Regions from separate parts of the Mus musculus genome. Here all the other regions are linked to region 2. Evidence: chromatin contacts called from public Hi-C and promoter capture Hi-C data. All regions are on one chromosome and are shown on one strand. The core of a region is the stretch at or near the end of the contact, and the rest is flanking DNA. Distances in the headings are between cores, read along the strand shown. Region 1 holds the start of Nhlrc2 (NHL repeat containing 2). Region 2 holds the start of Vwa2 (von Willebrand factor A domain containing 2). Region 3 overlaps Casp7 (caspase 7). Region 4 overlaps Nrap (nebulin-related anchoring protein).

What was found. Promoter capture Hi-C pulls out the DNA fragments that hold promoters and counts their contacts. A called contact is a pair of places that touch in the nucleus more often than the background predicts.
Region 1: a contact with region 2 is called in a promoter capture Hi-C map of liver. The contact joins the promoter of Nhlrc2 here to the promoter of Vwa2 in region 2. A contact is called at or near these places in 8 of 39 promoter capture datasets (cranial neural crest, embryonic stem cells, frontonasal cranial neural crest and 4 more), 1 of 15 datasets of contacts at CTCF or cohesin (the NIH/3T3 cell line), 7 of 115 datasets of contacts at active chromatin or transcription factors (the NIH/3T3 cell line, craniofacial prominence, embryonic limb bud and 2 more) and 2 of 9 other capture datasets (adipose tissue and pancreatic islet).
Region 3: a promoter capture Hi-C map of cranial neural crest shows a contact between it and region 2. The contact joins the enhancer-like site here to the promoter of Vwa2 in region 2. A contact is called at or near these places in 13 of 39 promoter capture datasets (the 3T3-L1 cell line, HPC-7-derived erythroid cells, cranial neural crest and 9 more), 1 of 15 datasets of contacts at CTCF or cohesin (the NIH/3T3 cell line), 2 of 115 datasets of contacts at active chromatin or transcription factors (embryonic basal ganglia and embryonic stem cells) and 3 of 9 other capture datasets (adipose tissue, embryonic stem cells and macrophages).
Region 4: a contact with region 2 is called in a Hi-C map of liver, with 2.0 times the contacts expected there. The contact joins the enhancer-like site here to the promoter of Vwa2 in region 2. A contact is called at or near these places in 9 of 39 promoter capture datasets (the 3T3-L1 cell line, the C10 cell line, cranial neural crest and 3 more), 1 of 484 Hi-C or Micro-C datasets (liver), 2 of 115 datasets of contacts at active chromatin or transcription factors (embryonic forebrain and embryonic stem cells) and 2 of 9 other capture datasets (embryonic stem cells and macrophages).

The regions. Positions count from the first base shown.
Region 1 is chr19:56,546,952-56,550,441 of GRCm38.p6, reverse strand. Nhlrc2 (NHL repeat containing 2) reads right to left here and starts at 2,181. Exons shown (of 11, transcript NM_025811.3): 1 at 1,582-2,181. The coding sequence starts at 1,759. It overlaps Dclre1a (DNA cross-link repair 1A), which reads left to right and starts at 2,320. Exons shown (of 10, transcript NM_001360437.1): 1 at 2,320-2,468; 2 at 2,739-3,490. The coding sequence starts at 3,292.
Region 2 is chr19:56,872,279-56,875,902 of GRCm38.p6, reverse strand. It overlaps Vwa2 (von Willebrand factor A domain containing 2), which reads right to left and starts at 1,487. Exons shown (of 14, transcript NM_172840.2): 1 at 1,325-1,487.
Region 3 is chr19:56,436,153-56,439,805 of GRCm38.p6, reverse strand. Casp7 (caspase 7) reads right to left here. Exons shown (of 7, transcript NM_007611.2): 5 at 3,404-3,579; 6 at 2,958-3,087. Among named protein-coding and RNA genes, the nearest start is that of Gm46657, 17 kb to the left of the region's middle. Within about 2 kb of position 1,440, at least 29 of the 459 cell types and tissues checked have an H3K27ac peak or open chromatin away from gene starts, as enhancers often do.
Region 4 is chr19:56,377,161-56,380,742 of GRCm38.p6, reverse strand. Nrap (nebulin-related anchoring protein) reads left to right here. Exons shown (of 42, transcript NM_008733.4): 8 at 430-537; 9 at 826-927; 10 at 1,579-1,683; 11 at 2,572-2,688. Among named protein-coding and RNA genes, the nearest start is that of Nrap, 11 kb to the left of the region's middle. Within about 2 kb of position 2,147, at least 10 of the 459 cell types and tissues checked have an H3K27ac peak or open chromatin away from gene starts, as enhancers often do. A contact at or near this core is called in liver, where this site is marked.

The DNA.
Region 1 (3,490 bases), core at 932-3,431, 330 kb after region 2:
TTGAGGGCACAGAGACGGTTATTTAAGTTTTTTTGTTAAGTTATTTAAGTTACTGTCCCAGGTATTTACCAGATTTAATGACAATAATGTATTTTAAGCAGCAATAATTACAATGAATATAATACATGGCCAACACTTAATGAGTCTTCTTGTTTTCTAAGAATTTGCCTGAATTACCTCCATTTCCTTACCCTAAAAAAGTAAATATCGGTTCCACTTTCTTTACAAGTGGAAAAAGAAAATCAAGACCTGGAGAAATCAAGTAATGTGCTCACAATCAAAAAGCTGACAGAGGAAGGGACAGGGATTCAGTTTCAGGTCACCCTGGATTACCCATTAGACTGCAGGCGACCCCTCTAAAGAATGAGTATCTTCTAAGATCAGTAAACGACAATCAAGATTGAACAATCAAGTTTTATCTCAAAACCTGCTTTGTCTGTTTTTAACTTTCTGTTAATAACTGGCTGCGGCAGAACATCAGGCTATGTCAAAGACAAAGCCTGATTATTTTCTTATGAGTATGATTTCAGTCACAGTGGTCAAATATCATGGTAATATAGTAAACTTACTATAAATACAAATGAAACATTTCTCAAAATTCTAACTGATGGCCTACTGGCTTATAATAGTGTATTTACCACGTGCTTTATTACAAAGTTTTCAGAAGATATGTATACACTGCATATACGTGTTTGTCATTTTTAAGTTTCTCTGATGGGACCGACCTCCATGCAGCCAATTCTTTTGCAATTCCACGGTATTTCAAATCCAGTATAACGAGGGGAACGGTAAGCCCCTCTCAAGGCGAGTGCAAAAGGGTCCGAAATATCCAAGACTGTTGTGGGATGAAGGAGGAACAGATAGATCCTTCCGGAAGATACCTGAACCCTACCACAGGTAACAAATTAACTATGCATGTGGTTTCAGTGTCACACGCCAGGACACATGCCAACACGGCAGGCTAAACAATGACACTCCCAACCAAAGAAGGTAAGGGAGCGTTTTGTTTAAACTGTACTACCGGGAGTATCGTTTCCCTATGTCCCAACAGTTCCCACTACTAGGATTCAAACCTGAGTACTAAGCTAAAATTGATTCCAGATTTTAAAGATCAATAGGTTCACCACTTTGAACGTGGAAACGCGGTTGGACTAGAAAACCATCAGATGCTATGCCTGTAGAATGTAGTCCAACTCTAGTGGTTATTAGACGGGCAGGTTTCCTAGCCTTCCCTGTGCCTCAGTTTCCTTAACTGTAAAACAAGACTAGTAAGAGGGTCTCGGTGGGTTGTACCAGGTAAGTAGGAGCTCTCAAGTGCTTCAAACCGTCTGTGGCACATTAAAAAGTGATCAATATACACCCATGGAGCCTTGAGGCTACTGACGTCAGGTCACGCAGGATTCCAGACAGAGATGCAAACACTGGTCCCCGCCCAGCAGAACCCCCTCCGTGTGTCGCTGCTCCCCTGGAGCACCTCGGGGGCTGTGGGAGGACCGCAGGGCACCGATCTGCTGGCGGGAGGGAGCCACCGAGGAAGGGGAGGACCCGGGAGCGGCCCCCACCCCGACGCCAGCCCCTCACCTTCCGGAAACTCGGGCACCGCTAGGTCCTGCTCCCAGCCGTCCACCTTCTGCAGATACTGGTAGACCAACTCATCCTTCTCTTGCTGGGTGACGGCGTCCAGCAGGGCGTACTCGAGCGAGGTCTGCGCGGGCAGCAGGCCCGAGAGGCTCGCGCCGCGCGCTCCGGGAGCCGCCATGTTGCGCGAGCTCCCGAGGGCTCCGGGGCCGAGGGCGCGGGTCGGACCAGCGTGCGCCGCCCTCTTGACTCAGAGCGGGGCCTGGCCAGCCCGGCCCTGCGCCACACACGCTTCCGCCTCCAATAAGCCTTCCTCCGGACGCCAAAGTCCAAAGGGCCGTGCTTCCCTGGCGCGTAATTAAACTCCAGAGTTGCCCACCCCGCCCCTTCCAGGTTCCGGGCCGCCGCGAAGCCTGGACGTTCAGAGCGCCAGATTCGACACGGGGAAGGCTGCTAGGGTCGCGCTCCAGAGGAGCTGGGAACCCATTGCCTTTGAAGCCCGGCAGGGAATTCCAAGACAAATAAAATTCAAATAACCATGTACACGTTTAAAAGAGCCGACTTAAGAAAAGCCTGCCCATTTGTGTGTCCCACTCTTAAACTGAGATCAGCCGATTCGGCACGGCAGTGACAGTGGGACAGCGTTCCCGCCAAGAAAGACTCGAAAGGTAAAGAAGGTAAAGCAACCCTCGGAGGAGACTCTTTTTTTTTTTTTTTTTTTTTTTTTTTTTTTTTTTAATGTAGGCAGTGAGGCCGGTGGTTTTGTGTTGACAACAACAAAAGTGTCCTGTGACTCTGGGTGTGCTGAAAGTGCGGGCGCGAATGGAATGTCCCGCGAGCTGGCGCAGAGAGGAGGCAGCTGCAGCGGGGTCCCCCTGCTGCCAGGCCAGGTGTGCCCACGAGGGACTACCGGGAGGAACGGGGCGAGCTGCACAAGGGCTCATTGGGATGTTGGCATTATTTAACCTGGGAATAATGTAGGGCTCCTTCATTGATCTTCCCCCCACCCCAGATCCAAAGGCAAAGAGCGGGAGCCTGTAGGAATTTTCTGGTACCTGACCTCTCTGGAGGTCTGCAGAAGTGGCTGATTGATTTCAGGGCAGACAGCCCCTATGGTGTGGAGTACAGTCTCACATGTTTGAACTTTGTTCACTGTGCAGGGTTTGATCCTAGGATGGAGGAAGAAATGGACTGACCCAGGAAGCTGAAACTGGTTGGACCCATGAGTCACGAATAAGGGCAGCTGTCGGTTGTAACCAACACCTCTTTGATTATGGTCTAGTCTATGGACTAGTCTCACACTAAGTAGACTAGGGACTGTGACTGGACTTGTAAATGGACACTTGTCCACATGAACGAGAGCCAGAATAGCTTTCTAACCATTATATGGAGACTGTTTTCAGTTAAAGTCATTGAGCCTGGTACTTACCGTCAGTGCTTGACATTCAAGACATTCTTGATTCTTATTTTTATAAATCAAGTTCTGAGAAGTTAAAAAAAAACCTGAATGAAATAGTGTCACAATGTAAAGAAAACCGTATAGATGTTACCCTGTAGTGAGTTCTCTTAATTTTATTATGGTATAAAATGGAACAGCAGGTGTTCACAGGTACTAAGTGGGTTGTGTGCCAATATCACCAAAGCTTTCAGTTCCAACCAAGTTAGTTGGCTTTTGGCTACTTTTTTTTTCCTATTAAAAACTTGTTACAAGAAATGGACTCTGAATTCACCAAAGACTGGTGCTGTACTCACAAAAATCATTTGGCCATGTTAGAAGACACGTTTTGGGAAGAAGAAATCTGGGAATATAAATCTAAAAGAAAGCCCAAACCCGTACATCCAAATAATTGTTCTGAAAATATTTCAGAATCTGTTGAAAAATCAACAGATGGAAAACACCAGTCAAAAGGAA
Region 2 (3,624 bases), core at 238-2,737:
ATGCGCTTGTAACAGAAGAAGCGCGTCTGAAAGATCATTGACTGTGTGATTTAGCTATATGGCATCTAGGAAACAAACCATGGAGATAGCCGAACAGATCAATCCTTGCCATGGGGCTAGGGAACGGTGACATGAACAGGCAGTGGTAAACATTTGTCCAAGTGTATAGAATGTGTGAGTCCTCAACTGTGGAGTTTGAAGGCTCAGCACTTTTAACAAATCCCATGTAGTGGGAGATGGTAATAGAACAGGTTGGGGCGGGCGGGGCAGAAGGTATATGCAAAGTCTTTGTACCTCTGCTCAGTTTGGCTATTAACTATAAAGCTAGCCCTCGGGTTTTCCCATCCATTCAACCACAGAAACACCGGCCTCTGGCTGGCTTGTTCCATAGTCTGCTGAAGGTGGGGGTGAATTGGTTTGTCTTTAAGTTCTGGGTGGGTAGACCCAAATCAGATTTGACAAGAAATACTTCCTTGATGGATTTTCAGGCACACTGGGGATGATAGAGGGAGGAGTCCTTCTGTATCCCTGGGCTTTGCCTCAGAATCAAGTCTAGAACATTCCATGCCCTGGAAGGTAGCTTTGAGCTAACCATCCAGACGCTTTCCGTTTCTTTCTCAATAAGACCATTTCGGAGCAAAGGAGACTTTGAAGTTTTAGGACTGAATCCACAGGCATTCAGAGGGCTCTCCGTTTATTTAACCAAGGGAGCATATAGTGGGATGCCATACCACTAACAATCATCCCCTCCCTTCCCTAGTGCGGTCCTTACTGAGAAGTCCAGGCTGATGCCGGCAGGCAACGCTGTAAGCAAACACAGCAGAGCATCATCCGCTCCTTTGCCTCTGTCTAGAGCTCAGACTTTTAAATCACGGATTCACAATGTGCTGAGCCCCTCCCACTTTATCTCTGCCCGCCACTGACGTCTGGTCCTGGGCAAGCTGGAAAAGGGCAAAGAACAGGGCCGAGCCAGGTGATGTTTGCTGCGGGGAGCCCGAAGGCAAGCATGTCTCTCCCAGGCGTGCGTTCTGCGAAAAGCAGAACCCCTGTCTCGCTCTCAGAGCAGCGAACTTCCCTCGAGTTCTTCAGGAAGTGACTTATTTGAAAGGACGAGGCTGTCTGTCTAGGAAACCCGGTTGAAATGCTGTAGCACCTGAGTGCTCATAATACGGAGTGATGAGCAAGTTCCCAAAGCTTTTTATCAAAACTCCAGCCCCTTCTGCAGTGGCCAGGGAAGGGGTCCCCACTACGGCGCCAGGCCGCTCGCGTTTCTCCATCCGCAGCCTGTCCCCCGGCCCCCACCTCCCAGGCCAGCACCCCTTACCTGGTGCGACGCCGCGTGCGCTCTCCGGGATGGCGTTCTTCCAGGCCGGCCGCTTAGGTGCGCGAGGACAAAGCGAACAAAGCCGGCGGCACTCGGCTTGGCTGGGCAGGTAGGGGCGCGGGCTCAGGCCTGGGGTTCCACACGCTCGCTCGCTCACTGGCAAGGGTGCGCCCAGTCCTCCGCCCCGCCCCGCCCCAGTTGTTGGAAGGCGTGGGCTCCCACCCGCGGAGCGCACAGCTGCTCTGCCCGCGGCGTAGGCTGGGCTCCGTTCGGGGGGCGCTGCGGCTCGCAGCCACGTGGGGCACCTGTTGGTCTCTCCCAGCAGAGGCGGGACGGGCCGCTCGGATGCAGCCTGTGAGGATCCGGACGTTCGGCGTGAGGGCGGCGCAACTATTGCTCCAGGGAACCGCGCCCGCCTCGTCCCTCGCCCTGCCCGGCGACCCGCGACCCACGACCCACGGACCGCAGCATCATCAACACTTCCGAGCGACCTGGCCGCTGCAAGCGGTGCGGCTGTGGTCACAGAGAGTGTTGGCTACTCCGCAGGTTTTATCGATTCCACCCTTGAGGAAATGTTGACTTTGGCATCGTTTCCATTTGTCTTCTGCTTTTTGCCAACCGGCCTGTTAGTTCTTGCAGGTGAGTGGTTATTGGGCAGCATTCGCCTTTTAACTTAGAGGGTGCCAGGTATTTGTCACAGAACAAACAACGGTGTCCCTTCTGGCAGGTGCTCCGTGCAGATAAACCCTCAAATCATTTTTATACTTAATCAAAACTACATATTGTGTGCTCATTGGAAAAGTTTACAAAATAGAAAACAAGAGAAAGCAAATAGAAAAGCCACTGGTACTCAGCTGCAGACCACTGGGGAAAAGCTTTCATTTCCTCCTTCAAAACCTTAGTTTCTTCCATTGATGCTTGATCATCCACACCTGAGTTGAACATCTGCAGTTTGGGCCGTTGTAACTCTGCTCTACCTATATACACCATTTGCTACTGCTTAATGCTGAGGCCTTAAGTTTAACACTCCAATCAGGTATCTCGGTGGGGCGGCCCAATTACATTTGGAAACTAGTAAATTTCCTAGACTACAAGTTATATACAAGAATTCCATTTTTCACACTTGTGTTTGTGTGTGCAGGTGCATCATCACATGTGAAGACATAGGAGGATCTGGGGGGAGTTTTGTTTTTTGTTGTTGGGTTTTTGTTCATTTTGTTTTTCTTCCACCACATGGTTTTTGAAGATTGAAATCACATTGGCAATCTTGAGGGCAAGTAAGTGCCTTTGCCAGCTAGGCTATCTCCCTGACCAAGGTCTGTTGTTTTTAACATAACTGTCTTCCAGGAAGCTCATCTGTTCCCTATTTTTTGCGCTTTCCCCCAGTATTCCTGTAAATGCCAACCTGCCAGGTAAATACTCCATTTTGTATTTTTACACATTCTTTGTATTTAACATCTCTCTGTTGCATTTCATTCTGTAGTTCTCGGATGGTTTCCAACTCGTCCTGTCTGAGAGCTTTCGGGGAAATTGGCACCTGGCAGCTTTGATGTTGCAAACTTCACTGGAGAGGGGAAAGGTTATTATATGTTTCTTTCTTCACTCAGTTCTCCCTCCCAATACCATTAACTGGAACACCAAAAAGTAACCCAGGATTGCTTCCAAGTAGCACTGAGGGCAGCAAGTGTGGGATCAGTGGGGGAGCCTGCCTCCTGGGTGAGAGGGCTTCAGTTCCATACCAGCAGATTTTAGAGAAATGAAAGGCACATGTGGAATTTCAAATGTCTTAGTGGGTATACAAAGGACAAAAACAGGCAAAGTCATCTTAAAATTAACCCACATGCCCCACGTGTTTCTACATGCAATCAATGCATACTGTACTAAGCCTTCAAAATGCAACAGTGTACACACTGAACAGTGGTACCTGTGGTGAGTGGCCCATGCTGTTATGGACAGCAGCCCTTATGAAGGCACCTTTGACAGCCTCCTACCCTTCCAGTGGTGGCTTACCATCTCCCTGCCCTTCTGCCTAATTAGGCTTACTATGGCAAGACTTTTGGCTATTTTATGGATTCTTCTTTCTTCCACGCTTCCCTCTCCCCATACCCCTCCCTTCCAACACCCTATGATGGGAGAGAGAGGAAAAATCCCCAAATAAAGTCAGGAGTAGGAATGGGGAGAAGGGTGGAAGAAAGAAGAACCCACAAAGTAGCCAAAGGTCCATTTTATCTGGGATAAAATGAAAACATATTTCCATAATATTTTGAAGCAAACCAAGAGTCTTACCACACCTAACATTT
Region 3 (3,653 bases), core at 191-2,690, 440 kb after region 2:
CACAGCAATGCCATGTGGAGTTTCATTCACTGTCTTGGGATAGACAGACATCTTGGTGGAAGGAAAGCCTTTGTTTGTGATTGTGCTGTCTGATGTCTTGGACTAAGCAGCAAAGCTGAAGACCTTGGGCCACAGCACCCAGGGAGAGAGGAGAGTGCAGGGCTCTCCATTCAGCGGCAGCAAGAACCAACACAAAGCTGAATTCCGTTCACATGATAATCTGCACAGTGGCTTCATTCTGCCGAGAGGTCCAGACCCAGGAGGGTGAGAACCGGACCAGTGTCACGGGCAGCCTTACCACCTAGTTATGTCACAAGAGTTCAGCCAGCAGTGGCACACAGTAGGCTATAGTGCCCTTAGAATTCTTGTCTGCAGTGCACACACTAGCAGCCACCAGCCCAAGCCAGGGGCTGATGGGTAGTCAGTCACACAACCATGCACTTGTCTGTAGACAGGGTGTCATTCAACCCAGTGGCCTGGTTGGTTGTGCATATGGATACGTATGGATGTGCATACAAACAAATGCACTACCATCTCCCCTCTAGAGGTCCCCGAGGTAGCCATCTGAACAGTGAAGATAACCATCCTGTGACTCCTCACCCGGAAACATTTTCCTCGTATTTCTTTATCAGGGCAAACTTCAGGCTGTTTGGCAGCACGCACAGTCCACACACGATAAGAGGTTCCTCTGTAGACTGTAGACTGAACAATGCCCCACCCCCATCCTCATGTTTACATGTTGAAGTCCTAGTCTCCAGTATGACCTTCAAGGAGTTAAGTTAGTGAGGTCAGAGGGGTGGTGGGTCCCTGACGTTGTAGGATTAGTGTCTTTATGAGAAGATATGTCAGAACTCTTCCGTTTTGTTTTGTTTTGTTTTGTTTTTTTTCCTGTGTTTTCTCTGCCATGTGAGGACAGAGGAAGAAGGCAGCCATTTATGAAGCAGGAAGAGAGTCCTCTTCTGAGACCAGTTGGCCCAGAAACGATGTCTGTTGACTCAAGACAACTGCCGCATCTGTGATCCACTCCGTCTGGCCCAGCAAATGTACTGGGCATTAGACCTAGTCCAGGCTGATGGCTGAATTCAGCAGTCATGGCAGTAACTTTTAAAGAAAGCTTTCTTATTGGCCCCTGCAGAGGAGTTTGCCTTCCTCCCTGAGTTCCTGCAGACCTTCTCTGAGCAGCGACAGCTCCATACTGGGTTTACTCACACTGATGTCTGCCAATTTTTGCACTGCCAAGCTCCCAAGAGCAGAAGACCAATGTACTTTCTACCCTTTACAGTGCTTAAAAGTGTGACTTTAGCATACTCACAGAACCCATCTGTAGAGCCTGCCAGAGCTGGTTTTGTTCTGTTTTCCCCAGATGTACTGACTCATTTACTGAAACTAATACCTCTGCCTGCACCAAGCCTTTGCGAAAGTCCTACAGCTGGGGGAATTCTCACTCAACAAGGGGTCTATGTCTCACAAAGGGAAGGCTTGTACCGAACAGACAAACCCAGGGCAAACCCAGGGCTTGGTAAATAATAAGAAACCACACTCGTTCCTGGCATTGCATGGTACCTGCCATGGTCCCAGCCTAAAGGATCCTGGTTTGTGATGCAATGCAGAGTCTGAGCACTGAAACCTGACCCTTAACACATTTCTAAAGCTTACCTAATTAATTAATTAATCAATCAATTAATCAATTAATTTTTCAACTGCAAAAGCAACAATGGTTTTCTCCATCACCTACAGAATTATTATAAGGATGATGGCACGAAGATTTAAAATGACCTAAAATGACATAATTTTTATAGTTACATGCATAATTATTGCTTATTGTGAAAGTCTTGCCATTATTATTAATCTTAGTACAACAAAGGCTGGGGGGGGGTGCATTCCGTTTTCTCAGGGAGAGGAATGAGTTAAGAGTGGTGGTCCCCGAAGATGGACACACCTAACTCTGGAATCTGTGACCAGGTTACCCTCTACGACAAAAAGGACTTTTCAGATGCCAGTAAAATGATAAGACTCCCGATGGGGAAATGGGAAATGGCTATGGAGTACCAGGCAGACCAAGCCCGAGGAAGGGAAGCAGGCTGAGAGAGAACTGTGTTTGCAAGGTTGACAGGGAAGAGACCGAGAGATCGAGGAGGGGTTTTTAAATGAGGAAGGGCCGTAAGCCAAGGGATCTAGGAGGTCTAAGATTGCTAGGAAAAAGAGGAAACCAATTTCCCTATGTGCTTCCAGCAGAGAGGCCACCCTGCTCTTTCCTCTGGGATTCTGGCCTCTAGGCCACCAAGATGATGTTTATGTGACATGTGTCACTCTGTCTGTAGGATGCACTGGGTATCTGTTGTCCCCAACGCTTGCTCATGAGTACAAGTACCTCAGATCGAGTACATAGGCTTTACTGCTTGGACAGTGGTTTTCTTTCATTCCGTGTGTTGCATGTGCGTGCATGCGTGTGTATGTGCTTGTGCACAACTGGGTGCAGGGACCTGTGTCCATGTCGGGTGTCTTCCTGAATTGATCTTCACTTTAATTTTTGAGACACAGTCTGTCGGAATTTGGAGCTTGCCAACCCAGCTAGGGTGGCAGGCCAGTGGGCCTCCAGGATTCTCCTTTATCTAAACACCCAGTGCTAGGGTTACAGGCACACAGAGCTATGTTTGGCTCTTACATAGATGCTGGGGATTCGGTCTTGGGTCCTCATTGCTTGTACTGCAAGTAGCTTGCCCACTGAGCCAGGTCCCCTTGGCGGGGCAAGGAAACATGATATCTGAACTACTCCAGAATCCAAACTTCTGCGTGGGATACTGACACTCAGTTCCAAATCTCGAGACGGTTTATGTTAGGGATGCTAAAAACTATTAATTAATGACTGTAGCAACAAGAGACCAATACAGCCCTCACACCTGCATGTGGATGGAGGAGCATGGATTGGTAAGGTCAGCAGACAGTGGACAGGGTACCTGGAACCGTGGAGTAAGCAAAGAGGAAGTCGGCTTCCACCGGGATCTTGTTGCGGGGATTAGCGTCAATGTCGTTGATGGGCCCCGAGTCAGCCTGGATTCCATCATCGAGCTCCGTCCCTCGGCATGCCTAAAGCATATCAAAGTAGAGATGGAACAGACTGGGACACAACCTGTTTGTGCTGTTCTCTGCTGTGCCCAGGAGCCCTGCCTGGCACACAGGGAGCTCAGCGCCAGCTGATCAGAAGATAAGCACCCGGATTGAGTGGAATTACAAAGCGAAGCCTTACAGAAATACAGCAAGTGCCCGTACCAACCATTTCTGGGCAGGAAGCCCCGGCCCCAGCGTGCATTCCCCAGGGAAATGGCACGTTGATTTGTACAGATAATACCGCTCCTGCCCTGTTAGCTTTCCCCACATGCAGTCCCACTGCCCTCAAAAGCACCTGAATGAAGAAGAGTTTGGGTTTCTCTAACAGGGTTTTGCATCGGTCTCCCCTAAAATGAGCTGTCAGATCCTTTATGGGTGTCACGCCATCTTTCCCGTAAATCAGGTCCTCTTCCCCGTGGCTCAGCAGGACGCAGGCGAAGCAGGCCGAGTTGCTGTGGTCCTCCTCAGAGGCTGTAAGGAAGCAATCTACACTGAGTGTCTGGGGTGGGCTCCAGAGACATGATCCATTGGGGCCAGGGAAGGGC
Region 4 (3,582 bases), core at 898-3,397, 500 kb after region 2:
CCCAGCTTCACAGCCCCAGCTTCACAGCCCCAGCTTCACAGCCCCAGCTTCACAGCCCCAGCTTCACAGCCCCAGCTCTGTGCTCAGAAGTGGTCTCCACCTGCCCTGGCTGAGATCTGTGTCTGACACGCCCACTTTCTCTCCCAAACATGACATCAGCTCTTCAGTTCCAGCCCCACCCCTGGCCCACACCAGGTGCAACACAAGGATGGGCCAAACCCCACACTGTGTGTCTTCAGGAGCCAGGCATCATGCTGGGTACGAACAGGCAGCTAAGATGAGTGAGGCCCACCAGCTGTAAGCTGTTCCATACATTAAGAACCGTCCAAGGCGATAGGCAGGACTTCCGGAGTTCTCAGAGGACTCCCGCTCAGAGCCCCCAGAACAACCGCAGTAGGTCATTCAGTTTTTCTCTTTTTAACTTTCCAGGTGAGGTACACAGAAGACGGTGGGCAGCAGAGAGGGAAAGGCAGTTTTCCTGCTATGATCACACCAGCTTATCAGATAGCCAAAAGGGCCACTGAGCTGGCGAGTGATGTAAGTACCTGGGTTGTGTTGTCTTGTTAAGGAGGAAGCAAGAAGTTAATCTGGTTTGGGAGGTCCAACTTCCTGTCTGCTTTTATATATTACTAAGAGGCAAGAACTACCTTTTATTCATAGTTGTCAATCATTTTCCCCATGACAGTGCTACTTCTGTCTATGGCATTCTCCTTAGACCTAAGCAGAGACTGAAGATGCCACAAAGCATTGGTTTTTGTTTTTTGTTTTTTACCTTTTGTGGTTCTTATATTGGGACTCACTGAGTTTTTTTGTTACTCCAAACAGGTGAGGTACCATCAACAATATCATAGAGAAATGAAGGGAATGGCTAGTCCTGTCGGAGCCGAGGGTGGGATGACAAAGGACTCTGTAGACCGATGTGGCCAGGTACATGACACTTCCCAGAGCTGGTCTTCTCCAAGGCCAGCTCTTTGTTCCCTACAGCTGTGACAGTGTTGGACATGTGATCAGAGTTTGGACTTGGTGCAGGCAATATACAGAGCTCAGCTCATCTGCTTAGGTGAAGAACCCAAGTCCTTAAAAAAGAAAAAATTAACCTATGCTAATGTGGTGGTTTGGCCAATAAGAGGACGTTTCCATCTGTTCGCATGTATATGTGGTATGGTGTAGGTATGTATGATATAGAGTATGTATATATATATGTATGTATGCATGTATGTATGATATAGTATATTCATCTATGTGTGCGTGCATGTATTTTATAGTGTATGCATCTTTGTATGCATATGTATGTGATATAGTATATGTATGTATGATATAGAGTATGTGTGTATGATACAGTGTATGCATGTATGTATGAAATAATGTATTATAATATAGTGTATGTATGTATGTATGTATGTATGTATACACATATGTATGATATAGTGGTCCAGGCTCCAAGCTCTAGTATCTTATTCACCACATGTACATCTCTGGATGAGCTTTTCTGAGATCAGTCTCTGGGGTTATCACTGCTGACCCCACCCGTGCCAGGAGGGACACATTACTGATCAAAGTTTCTGATTGGCTCACCAGGTTTACTCAGAAGAGTGTGATGAACCCAGAGGAAAGGGCAGCTTCCCGGCCATGATCACCCCAGCGTATCAGAACGCCAAGAAGGCCAATGAACTTGTTAGTGACGTAAGTGCTGGCAGAGCCACTGAGGTGTGGATTATGGGATGCTGACAGCCACACTTGCTGAACGCCAAGCACAGACACACATCTCCTAGAGCCAAGCAAAAGCAGACTTCGAGGCCAGCCTCTGGTCCAAACGCAGACTCTCTTATTGATCTATTTATAGACTTTGATTGTGTTATCTGTTTGCATGGAAATGCAGTTGGACAAAGTCTACTGCTCACTTAGGCCATTTTCAAAATGTACAAATGCTGGTGCAAGCAGGTCAGCGGGGATGAGGGGAGCCTTGCCAAAATGCCAGTGTGAGATTGAAGGGAAAGCTCACTGAAGAAGTCGTGTATTATCAAATTGGGCGTGACCCAGTGAGTGATAAGTTTATTTAAAGAATATTAGGCAGCTGGCAATCGGTCCTTGAGAGACGGGCTATAATTAAACTTGGTAGAGTGTGGTGCTCACCGCAGTTCTTAACATGCCAGCTTGGACTTGGTCCCTAGCATTCATTCTTTCTGCCACTGTTCAGTGAGTGCCTGGGTACCTGGAACAGCGTCACCTTTGCCCTGAGATGGGAAATGCAAGGCGTTACTCCTTCCTCTGAGACACTGTAGAGATGGTGTTGAAATTTAGGGCAAATTGTGGTTGGAGTTTATTCTCTTAGCCATGGTGGCCTGAAGAACCTGTCTTCTTCCTCTAGGCAGTATCGGGAAGTGTGTGGACAGAGCCAGGAAAAGTTTTAGCACAAAAAGAATCAAGTGCTTTCTAAATTTAATAAGACCTTTTTTTTTTTTTTTTTTTTTTTAAAGCCCATAGGAACTTTCCTTCCTTTAGAGAGCCCTACTGAGTTAATCTTAACGTGGCAACCACAACTCCAGATTCCCCCTTGTGTGTTTCTTTCAGATAAAATACCGGCAGGACTTCCATAAGATGAAAGGTGCAGCGCATTTTCACTCCCTTGCAGCCCAGGACAACTTGGTTCTTAAGCGAGCTCAGAGTGTGAGCAAGCTTGTGAGTGAGGTGAGTATACTGGGGAGAGCTATCCTTCTGTACTGTCCCCCTTTTCCTCTCAGACAGTGAGTGCAGCGGCTTTGTTTAAAAATAATGCAGCTGGTTGCGGCACCTATCTATAACCTATTTACATATACACACACATACATAAACACACACATATACACACATACATACACACATATATACACATATACACATACATACATACACACACATACATATATACACATACATACCAACACACATACATACATACGTACATACACACACATATATACACACACATCCATATACATACACACATATACACACATATACACACACATCCATATACATACACACATACACACACACATATATACACATACACACATACATACACACATACAGACAGACAGACAGACACACATACATACATACATACATACATACATACACACATATATGCATAAATAACTTGACAGGTAGGGCAGGAAGATCAGGAGTTCAAGGCCACTCTAGGCTATATAGTGAGTCAGAGGCCAGCCTATGCTACATGACATCCTGGCTTATAACAAATAAATAAAATGAAACTACGCAAATGGTCCTCATGTTGCCAGTCTCCAAATATAGAACCAAATAAGTGAACTCTTTCCCTGTTGGCTCATAGCTTTCTTACTAAATATTCAAAAGTCCCATTCAGCAGATTTATAGTTGTTAGAAAGAGCACTAGAGGATGCAACTTTTAGAGATTTGTTTTTATCTTTAAACCTGTGTGTGTGTGTGTGTGTGTGTGTGTGTGTGTGTGTGCATGTGAGTGCAGGTGCTCTCAGACTCCAGAAGAGGGCGCAATATCCCCCTTAAAGCTAGAGTTATAGGCAGTTATGAGCTGATCAATTTGGGAACCAAACAAAATGATCC